Regions from separate parts of the Rattus norvegicus genome. Here region 2 is linked to region 1. Evidence: chromatin contacts called from public Hi-C data. All regions are on one chromosome and are shown on one strand. Each heading gives the region's core, a stretch centred on a gene start, on an enhancer-like site or on the middle of the called end of the contact. The rest is flanking DNA. Distances are from core to core; before and after follow the strand shown. Region 1 holds the start of Wars2 (tryptophanyl tRNA synthetase 2 (mitochondrial)). Region 2 has its middle 21 kb from the start of Tbx15.

The links. Hi-C and Micro-C count contacts between places; a contact is called where the count stands out from the background.
Region 2: a contact with region 1 is called in a Hi-C map of the A7r5 cell line, with 1.7 times the contacts expected there. The contact joins the enhancer-like site here to the promoter of Wars2 in region 1. A contact is called at or near these places in 2 of 12 Hi-C or Micro-C datasets (the A7r5 cell line and mammary epithelial cells).

The regions. Positions count from the first base shown.
Region 1 is chr2:189,147,457-189,152,834 of GRCr8, reverse strand. Wars2 (tryptophanyl tRNA synthetase 2 (mitochondrial)) reads right to left here and starts at 2,474. Exons shown (of 6, transcript NM_001168641.1): 1 at 2,375-2,474. The coding sequence starts at 2,464. LOC134485938 (a long non-coding RNA gene) reads left to right here and starts at 3,679. Exons shown (of 2, transcript XR_010064358.1): 1 at 3,679-3,818.
Region 2 is chr2:189,241,911-189,247,288 of GRCr8, reverse strand. No RefSeq gene overlaps it. Among named protein-coding and RNA genes, the nearest start is that of Tbx15, 21 kb to the left of the region's middle. Within about 2 kb of position 2,103, at least 4 of the 93 cell types and tissues checked have an H3K27ac peak or open chromatin away from gene starts, as enhancers often do. A contact at or near this core is called in the A7r5 cell line, where this site is marked.

The DNA.
Region 1 (5,378 bases), core at 1,225-3,724:
CCAAGACCCTGTTAAAAAATTTCCCAAAGCATTAACACAACTTAAGACTCACAGTGCATTCAGTCAGTTTCCAACAAAAATATACTATGCTCATCCGTGTCTGCTCCCGCCTCAGGGGGCAAGTGCACAGCCTAAACCAATAACCAAGTAACTTCACCATTCCTTGGTTTCATAAAACCACCTCTATGATAAATATGCATTTCTTTCTATTATAATATGCTCTTACAAAATAATGTTTTGTTTTCTACAAAGGTTATGAGATGTCATAAAAATGTCCAGTGCATCTGGTTTGAGAATCCAATTCTTTCTTCACATATTTCTGCATCTGCTCACAAAATCCCTTTGACTTCAAAGGCTGCTTTTCAATAGAAAAAGAAGACACACACAGGAAGAGTGGCCATAAATTTTTAGGAGTCCTTTTCCAAGGCCACTTTAATAATGGCCATAGAGGACAGGTATCTCTTTCAGAAATCTAAAATGCTCAAACAGCGTCGGTGACTATAGGTCTGTAGGGAGATTTATGCTTTCAAATTTTTCTGGTTATAAAAGTGATATATCTACAATTTGAAGTGCACGAAACAAAGGTTTAAAGCACACTTAAATTACTTTTAATCCACTATTTAGGATGAACAAAGCCCATCAAAAATGGTTGTTTTCCATCCAGTTTTTCTTCCTATCTGAATATACTGATGAACAAACACTACTGCAGTTATATTCTGAATACAGCGTTTCATCTTTTAGTCTTTCAGGAGAACATCATTAGTGCTTCTGCGCCTAAATCATCATGTGTACTGGGCAAGCACACTGGCACTTAGCTATCCTCTTTTTATTTTGAGACAAAGAATTTCACTTAATTACCCAGACTGGTCTTAAACTTGTGACCCTCGCCCCTCTGCTTCTGCCCTCAGAATAGCTGGGATGACAGGCCTCTGCCATCAGACTGGGCTTGCCTCATCTTCCATGCCATCCTTTCTAACTGATGTGCGTTATGACTTGGCAGAAACTAACTTTAATATTTAATTCTTTTCATTTAAAGCTAAACCAGGGGTTCTTAAACAGCAATCTGTCCTAGATATTTTTGGTTGCATACACATTAATATGTCTATCATAGTCTAGAAAAATGAAATTCCCAAACCTCAAGGAAAACACTGGATGATTAAAGCTGGAATCAATTCTTAACTAACACTGTCTCTTAAAATGTAAAGTAACATTGAAACAGTTGTTTGCTGAGTTTCCAGTACTGTGTCTTTTGTTCTTATAGAATCTTGTGAGGTTTACATTAATGAAGAAACAGAAGTCCAGAGAATGAACAGTGTGGATGATATGAAATATACTATTACATGTTAGTTTTCATCTACTCTTGCTGGCTATGTTTTCTTCATGGTCATGAGCCCACATGCTTTGCAGGCTTGGAAGTATATGAACATGCCAATCAGTCCTATTCTCCCTCTCTCCCATCTGCTAAAGAAAATGAGCCCAGAGGATTGCGATTGGTTCTATAACACTGCTAACAAATGTGCGAAAAAGCCAGAAACTTTTACGACCCAAGCCAGCATGCCTTTCGATAATACATCAGTTAGAAGATGACATCCTCGTGTCATATCAGTGATCAATGGCTATGAATATGCACCGTGTAAAAATTACTTCATCACAGAAGTTCAAATTTTCTTCCCGCTCTCAGACATTACTTCCGTGATCATCTATGTCAAAATGCCATAATTCTAGAATGTTTTGTGTTTATTTGAAAGCATATTTCCTGCTACTTTACGTCTCCGCGGGTACAATGCAAATGTGGCGGGTGTGGACATAATGGATCATGCTCGTCAGCACAGTCATGGTAACCGCAGTGCTGCCAGGCAGGTAACAGTATGAAGCACCTTGGCAGCTTGTTGCTGTTGTTTACAGGGCCTGGTAGATGCAGGTGCCTAGTGGTACAGAGGTATTTGCTCGCGTTTCACACCCTAGCTACTGCACCAACCTAAACAACCCAATTCCAAGAAAACTTTTCTGATTTCTCCGCTGTTCACGGGGGAGTTGTTAGGGGAAGGAGGCTAAAAACTTAATAGAACGGTCGCAAAGCAATTAGGCCTCTGATAACGTCACGCTCCTTCCAGATGGCTTCCCGCGTTGCCTGGCAACGCTGGCCACGTGGCCGGGCGGCGGATGCTTTCCTGCAGCAGCACCTCCTGCTGTCACGTGTGTGTGCAGCGTTGCTGCGCTGAGTCGGGGACTCACAGGCTAATGGACCTCGGAGAGAAAGTGTGGAGGGCTCTTTACAGGAAGCAGGAAGAGAGAAATAAGTGGCGGAAGGGAAGGGGAGCGGGAAGGCGCACGCAGGACCGCAGGCCTAAAGCAGAAGGTCGGCTCGGGTTACCTGGGGAGCCGCAGTAGCTGTGGGTCCTTTATGAAGTGCCCGGATGAAGCGCCAGCACTCACGCGCCTTCCGCACGGAGAACAGCGCCATCTTGAGAAGGGCGGAGCCGCCGACTCAGGATGACGTCTGCAGGCGAGCCGAAGTTGTGCTTACTGCGCATGCGCTTGTCTTCTGGGCTGCCGCTAGCCGAAGTAGCTATAAAGGGCTGTTCCTAAATTGCAGAGCAGGTGCGCCTTGGAACGAGGTAGCTCTGGACTTTTGTGTTTTCCCCACCATCTTTCCCTTTGAGCCAGCTTCCTTGAAGGAGACGTTGTCCCCTCCGGAATCAGTTGCTGCACTTTAGACGTGGAAGTAAAGGAAATCACTCACCCTAAACCAAGGCTAAAAACAGACCCATGGCTCCTGGAATCCTGCGATTTCTCGGAGATTGAAAGTGGAGAAAATAGGCAGTTTCCCACCCTGAAGTTTCCAAAAGCAGTCAGTGACTCTGGCGAAGCCTTGCCCCACCGACCTGTTCTCTACTACAAAACTACACCGCTTGCTCTCCTGTGCTCACTGAAACTGAACCTAAGAGCACCGACCTCTAAGATCAATAAAAGTCAGCTCTTCTGGTTTTGAGGTTGAACTGGGTTGATTTTATTTTCCTTTCATTGACTTAATTCTTACAGGAAAAAGTTAAGTAGGTTGTTGTTTTGATCTAGCTACCTGATGCAGCTTTCTTTTCGTGTCGAATGAAGCCTGCTTCTCTTAGAGGACCACAAGGGGCTTTTTGAGACCTTCACGGTGGTCATCGGGTCTACAACTTCAGTCTAGTGCCCTGAGTGAAACACTGATGGATATGTGTGTACCTTGCCTTCTGGTAATGTGGGGTCTAATGGGTAGCAGATAATGAATTATGCATACTGATGAGCTGATAAAGAAGCAAGTATCAAGTTCAGAGTGGACAATGCTTAGAGCTGCAGTGCTTCATGGTGGTTCGGTAACAATGTAATGACACCAAGGATGCCTGATGGAAGATGTTCTGTGTAAAGATGGTTGACTTCTCTCGGTGAACTGGAAACTCTCAGATTAAGCATTGGTAAAAATATATTGAGCAGATTTGGCACGATCCCATTGCATTTGTTATATTAGTCTAAGAAACATCTATGGAAAATTATCAAAGGGTCATGGGAGGTAAGCTGTGCATGAGATGCCTGAGGAACTGAAATCTAAAGATAAAACTCGAGTCAGACTATAAAGTCTGTGAAGCATGCAATTGTCCCTGACAAGTTGGAAGTGAGCAGGAAAGGAGTTAGAGGTATGAGGTGGAGAAGCTGAAGAAGCCATGGTTCCTCCCTCAGTAGAACACAGCAATACGATTTTGGTGCATGTATTTCCGGGTGCAATGCAGTTTGACAGCATACCCGAGTATGGAGCCAAAGAGACACTTGAGCTATGAAACATGGTAATAAAAGCCAAAACATGAATAAACTAAGTAGAATTTAGAATTAAAAGTGGTCAAGTAATGGAAATAAAAGTGGCCAGGAGTTAATAGAAAACTCAAAAACACCTGGTGTAGCTGAAGCCCAGGACAAAGCCAGTCAGGAGAAGAGATAGACAAGGCTACCATAGCACGGGGTTTTATAAATGCCTTAGGTGTCCAGTCTTCAGATAGAAAGCAAAGAACTACTGTTTGAATAGTTAAACAATTAATTAGTTTATAACCCTAGGATTTAACTTCTAACATTCTTGGCCATCCAGATTGCAGAATAAAAAACCCTGAGCCAGTGGTGCCAGACTTTTTCCGAGTCTTCTGCCCAGGTGCCTATGACTGGTAATGTTTTAATGGGAGAATATCTCCAGTATACATTCCTGGTAAAGATAGTTTATCAATCCTCTACTTCAATAATGTTTGAATAAGTCATTTGCTGTAGTGACTCATTATTAGGAAAACATCTCTCACATTATAATGAATCCCTTACATACTTTTGCTGGATCTCACAGCTAAGTTAATAATAAACCTTGAAGTCAATAAAGATTCCTATGCTTCCATATACTCAGCCAGTTTTGTTTGTTTTTTTCTTTATTAACTTGAGTATTTCTTTTTTTTTCTTTATTAACTTGAGTATTTCTTATTTACATTTTGATTGTTATTCCCTTTCCCTGTTTCTGGGCCAACATCCCCCTAACCCATCGCTCTCCCCTTCTTTATGGGTGTTCCCCTCCCCACCCTCCCCCCATTACCGCCCTCCCCACAACAATCACGTTCACTGGGGGTTCAGTCTTAGCAGGACCCAGGGCTTCCCCTTCCACTGGTGCTCTTACTAGGATATTCATTGCTACCTATGAGGTCAGAGTCCAGGGTCAGTCCATGTATAGTCTTTGGGTAGTGGCTTAGTCCCTGGAAGCTCTGGTTGCTTGGCATTGTTGTACATATGGGGTCTCGAGCCCCTTCAAGCTCTTCCAGTTCTTTCTCTGATTCCTTCAACGGGGGTCCCGTTCTCAGTTCAGTGGTTTGCTGCTGGCATTCGCCTATGTATTTGCTGTATTCTGGCTATGTCTCTCAGGAGAGATCTACATCCGGTTCCTGTCGGCCTGCACTTCTTTGCTTCATCCATCTTACCTAATTAGGTGGCTGTATATGTATGGGCCACATGTGGGGCAGGCTCTGAATGGGTGTTCCTTCTGCCTCTGTTTTAAACTTTGCCTCCCTATTCCCTGCCAAGGGTATTCTTGTTCCCCTTTTAAAGGAGTGAAGCATTTGCATTTTGATCATCTGTCTTGAGTTTCATGTATTCTGTGCACCTAGGGCAATTCAATCATTTGGGGTAATAGCCGATTATCAATGACACTCAGCCAGTTTAAACTGCCTTTAAAAGAACAAGGGAAAGAGGAAATGCTAAATTCCAAAAAAAAATAAGTAAAGAAAGCAATGAAATAACCAACCTTACTCACCTTGGATTTATTTCCCAGGCAATCAACTTTTATAACCTGAGCTAATGCTTTGCTGTAATCTTAAAATAAA
Region 2 (5,378 bases), core at 854-3,353, 95 kb before region 1:
GCCTAACCCTTACAGCACAAGGGTCTGAGTAAAGGTGAACTCATGCCATTTCTTTGGACTTCGTAGCTGTGATCTCTCTTGTCGCTGCGTGGACCTCTTTTGTGCGTGCTGGAGACGCGGAAGTGAAGTCTGAGACCTGACCACGGTCAGAGCTGAGTTCTCACCCCGACCTTTCCCATTTTCCGGACTTTTGAGGGTGTATTTTATTTTGCCTGGTAGGTCTGTGGGAGAAGACGCGGGATGTGTTTCTTCCTCAGACACCAGCGCTGCGATAGACTCCACCACCGTTTTGGAAAGCGAGGTTAGCTGTTTGCTCTTAGGGCTCTCAACTTTTACTTTGCATTCTTTGCAACTTTTTACTTTGCTATTCTGAGACACCCCAACACTCAAGTCCACAAACAAGCAAATTCTTTCTGGTCTTGGGGTTCTGGGCCAGCTCTCCCAATTCTTGGATATGGGAGAGGCCACGTCTTGCTTCTTTTCGAAGGATTTTAATCTCCTGGTTCACGAGGATCCTAGACATTAACCCCTTTGACAAAATCGGGACGAAAGGAACGGATACTGTTGTGACTTGGACTGTTTTGAGGTGTGTGGTCTAAGATCAGTTCAGTTTCGTTCACCACAGAACTCCTACCGCCACTCGCCGCCAGGTCCTGCAACCAGGCGAGCCAGGCCTTGGGCATGCTGCTCAGCCTGCGGCAGGTCTGGAAAGCCCGAGAGGTCAGGATGCTTGGGAAACCACTTCTGTGGCCGCAACTAGATTTTGAGGAGTTAGTAAGCAGTCCCCTAGGATCCACACTCTGCTCCCCTCTTCGCTCACCAGGTTCTACTAGTTCCCAAGGGTCATAGACTTGACTCTGTGTCACGGGGTGGGGGGGGGGGGGTTGGAGTAGGGGTGGGGGGCTGGCAGGTGTGCATTGTGATGCAGGTACAACTGCGGTGTTCATGCTCTGTTGTCCCCACAGCCCCGGCCTCCTCAGTTTCCAAGACCCAAAGGAAAGCTGCAGTGACTGTTCAGCGGTCCGAGAATTCTCGTGACATCACCTGGCCGACGGTGTAGCGTGCAAAGTTTATTTCCTAAGTTGCCTTCTACATTGCCCTCCCCTTCCCCCATCGCTTTCAGGTAAAGAAAGCGAATACTAGGAGAAGAAAATGTAGCAAAATCTAAGGTAGCAACCCAGGAAATTTAACAGTCACAAGACTGCCCCCAAGTGATTGTTTTCAGAATGGCAAAGCCGGCTACTTGGGGTTCGTCTTTGTAGCTAATCGCCTCTTAGCTGGACAATCATTGACTCCACACGTTTTCATTAGTTCCACAAGGAAGGAGGAACGGCTCCAAGAAACCCGCTGTTCGAAGACTCGGATAATTCGTCCAATTTGTCTTTCAGCCTTACTACTGTTAGCCTTTTAAACTGCACTTTCAACATCAAACTCCTCCCCAAGAGGCAGCATTCCTCCGCCCATCTACTTTCACTCCTTCACCTTCTTCCCAGTTTCCTCTTTTCGAAACAATAGCACGGGCCGCTGGAGTCGGTCTGATGATATAACCCTTAAGGTATTCACAAGCAGACCCGGGCCGAGTTATCAAAGGGCCGAGCTTTTTCTTCTGCTTTTTTAAAAAAGCTGTTTACTATTCAGGAAATTTGGTAATTATTTTTTTCTCTCTCCAAGTAGTGGCATTGCCCTCTTTCTTTTGATATTAGATCCTCCTCGGGCCCCTAGCTTCATGCTGTAGAAAGAGGAGAAAGCTGAAGGGACCGGATTCATTTTCCTTTACGTCATTATGTCTGCTAAAGACCAGCTGAGGGCTTCTGAGGCGCAGGAAGCCTGGAGCTGGGAAGAGTCTTCAGGCTCCCAGGGCAGAGGAGAGTAGCTAGAGAGTGGAGGTCTCGCTCATTTCTTTAAACTACAAGCTCAGGGCTTTTGTACCTCTCCTGACCACCTTCAGTGCTTTCATAATAGGATTGAAAAGACATCTCATGAAAGGAAAAGGAGTTCACAATTTTAAAAATGCTTTCGTTTAGGATGCTCCACGCAGAAACATAAGAGTGTGGGATGTGAACCTTTCTGATTAGTTTTGATATCTATTGTGTGGTTTCCCTGTGGCAGATACAGTGTACTACTGGTCACAGGGGACACTCATTAAATATTTGCTTGAGGAATTTTTGGGAAGAGCAAGGCAAAGGAGCTCCCAAAGAATTGGACATTTAATTCAATTACGTTTTTTAAAAATTCCTTCTCTCTCTCTCTCTCTCTCTCTCTCTCTCTCTCTCTCTCACACACACACACACACACACACACACACACACACACACACACACGACAGGGTTTCTCTTTGTAGTCTTGGCTGGCTGGCGAGGAACTCAGAGAGATCGTCCTGCCTCTGTCTCCTGAGTGCTGGGATTAAAGGCATGACCTGTCACCACCACCTATTTGGACTATTTTTGTTGTTGTTTATTTGTTTTTCAAGAGAGGGCTTCCTTTGGTAGCCCTAGCTGTCCTGGAATTGGCTCGGTAGACCAGGTTGACCTCAAACTCAAAGAGATCTGACTGGATCTGCCTTCCTAGTGCTGGGATTGAAGGCTTGTGCTCCCACTGTCCAGCTTAGTATGTCCTTCAAAGCACGAGTATGTATGCTGGAAAGTGGGAAACTGACTTCCTTTAATGAGGTGATGTTTTTTCTCCCCCACTAAATTGTGAGACCAGAGACTCAATGGCCATACTCTTGTTATAAACAACATCTTTCATATTATTGGACGATTGGTCACGTTGGAAAAATCATAAAGGTAAAACTCAGCTTAAAATAGGATGTATTTTGGGGTAGTAGTGGTCCACACCTTTAATCTCAGCACTCAGGAGGCAGAGGCAGGAAGATCTCTGAGTTCAAGGCCAACCTGGTTTACAGAGCAGACTCCAGATAGTCAGGGCTACTCAGAGAAACCCTGTCTCAGGGGTAGAGGGAAAGAGGGAGCATAGTAAGTGAAATTCAACATGCAGGCATCCTCTTGGGATATCTGCTACCCTGCAAGAAGGTAATAGTGGCCCAGGGCTAAGGAAGTTTCAGTTGAGATTCCCTCAATTTAATTACAGCTTTTCCTACCCGAATTCTCTTCAGAACCATTACACCTTCCTCCCACCTTGCCACATTAGGGTGTGTAACTATAGAGAAGATGAAGCAAGGGTGGCATCCCTCCGATGGCCTCCCTACTCCTCTTCTGACCTCTTCACTCCTCACACTCCTTCTCTTCTGCACCCTCTCTCTTTGAAGGCCTTTGCATTTGTTCTTCCTCTGGCTGGCTGAGTTTTCTCCCAGATATCACACAGCTCTCTTTGAACCATTAAGTCTTCCATATACATTTTAAAACATTACTTGCAAGCCTATATCATTTTTCCCTTTTAAAAAACCAAAATAGATCCCCCCCCCCATATAATACATTTTGATTATGGTTTTCCCTCCAACTTCTCCCAGACTTTGCCCCAACTCTCCACCTACCCAAATCCACACCACTTCTTTCTTTCTCAGAAAACAAACAGGCATCTAAAAATGAAAACACAGAAAAGAGCCAAAGAAAAAGCACAAGAAACATAGATTTGCACCCGCAGCACAGAAATTCTATAAAACACAAAAGTGCAAACCATAACACATAGGCAACGGCCTGTGAGGTTAAAAAGAAAAAAACATCACGAGTCAAAACAAAACAAAAACAAAAACCAACCGATCAAATACCCTAAAAAGCACTACTGAGTTCACGAGTTCATTTCGTGTTGCCCATCTACTGCTGGGTGTGATTTCTATAACCAGTGAGACTCCGGGGGAGAAAACTAATTTTTCTTTTGTGGGTGCTTGTCAGTCCACTGGAGACAGCTTCTCGGTTAGCGATTGGAGCTTGTGTTCATGTCCTCTCTCAGTGCTAGGACCCCATCTTGCTAGACCTGAGCAGGCGCTGTGCACGCTGCTATCGCCTCTGAGAGTTGTATGTGTGACAGTCATGCTGTGTCTAAAAGGCCTGGTGCGCTCTGACTCTTACAATTTTCCTATCTCCTCCTCTGCAGAGTGCCCTACGCCCCGAGGGAAGGGTTTGATGGAGACATTCCACCTAAGACTGAGTGTTCCAGGGTCTCGCACTCTCTGCACACTGCCCAGCCATGGGTCTTTATCTGTTTCCATCTCCTGCAGGAGGAAGGTGACAATGGCCGAGCAAGACGCCGATCGATGGCTCTAGGACAATATGGTTTGAGTCACTTTATTTGCAATTTTATTTTATTTTATTTTATATTTTTAAAAAGCACCCTCTGTTAGTTTGCCAGGGCTACTGTAACAAGACACTATAGGCTGGGTGATGTGGCTGACATTGGCTTATGACTGTGGATTCTAGAAGTTGCAGGTTAAGGTATGGGCAGGTCTGGCGTTCTCTAAGGATGCCTTCTGCCTTTGTTCTCATGTTCCGTGTTTCCATGTGCACACTCCTGGTGACTCTTTGGGCATTCCTTTTAAAGACTCTTCATGTGAAGAAAGACACCAGTTGGGTTTTGTTGTAGTGCACATTAACAGACTCAGCTTTTAGGTTGTGTGTGTGTATGTGTGTGTGTGTGTGTGTGTGTGTGTGTGTGTGTGATATACATATATACATATATATTATGTATATATGTATATTAGGTATATGAGTATTTTGCTTGCATTTATCTCTGTCTATACACCACCAGGTGTATGCCCTGGTCCCCTTGTTTGCTGCCATGTAGGCTGTGGGAATCAAATCCAGGTCCCATAGTAGAGCAACGTGCTATTAATTGCTGACCCATCTCTCCAGCTCTAACACACCAGACTAATTTTAAATGTAATTATCTCTTCAGAGAGTCAGTCTCCTCCAGATAGTCTCAGTAAAAGGGTAAGATTTTTCTCCTTCTGTTCATTGCTGTACAGCCAGTGCCTAGAATAGTGGCCACCATACATAACAGGCACTGAATAAACATCTGTAAAATGCTGTAATGCATTTGCATACTTGTCTGCCCCCTTGAAACCATTTGAGTTGACAACATCTAACCTCTCTCCAGCCAGGGTTATTTTCAATCAATCAGCCTCACTTTCGCATCTATTCTATGTGCACTAGTGTTCCTCATGCTAGAATAGTCTAACAAACAAAAACAACAATAAGAAGACACTGACATTTTTGCAATGATTTATGCCAAAATGTACTTACAAATAAGTACATATAAAAGGGGTACAAAGAGTAGTGAGGTGCAAACTTTAACTGCAATAAACAGGCTAGTTGGAAACATTGTAATCAGGGAATTATTATCTATAAGAAAGGGATAGTAATGCTAATGTATTGTATAAAACCAAATAAGCCAACCAAATATCGAGAAGACCAAATAACAGG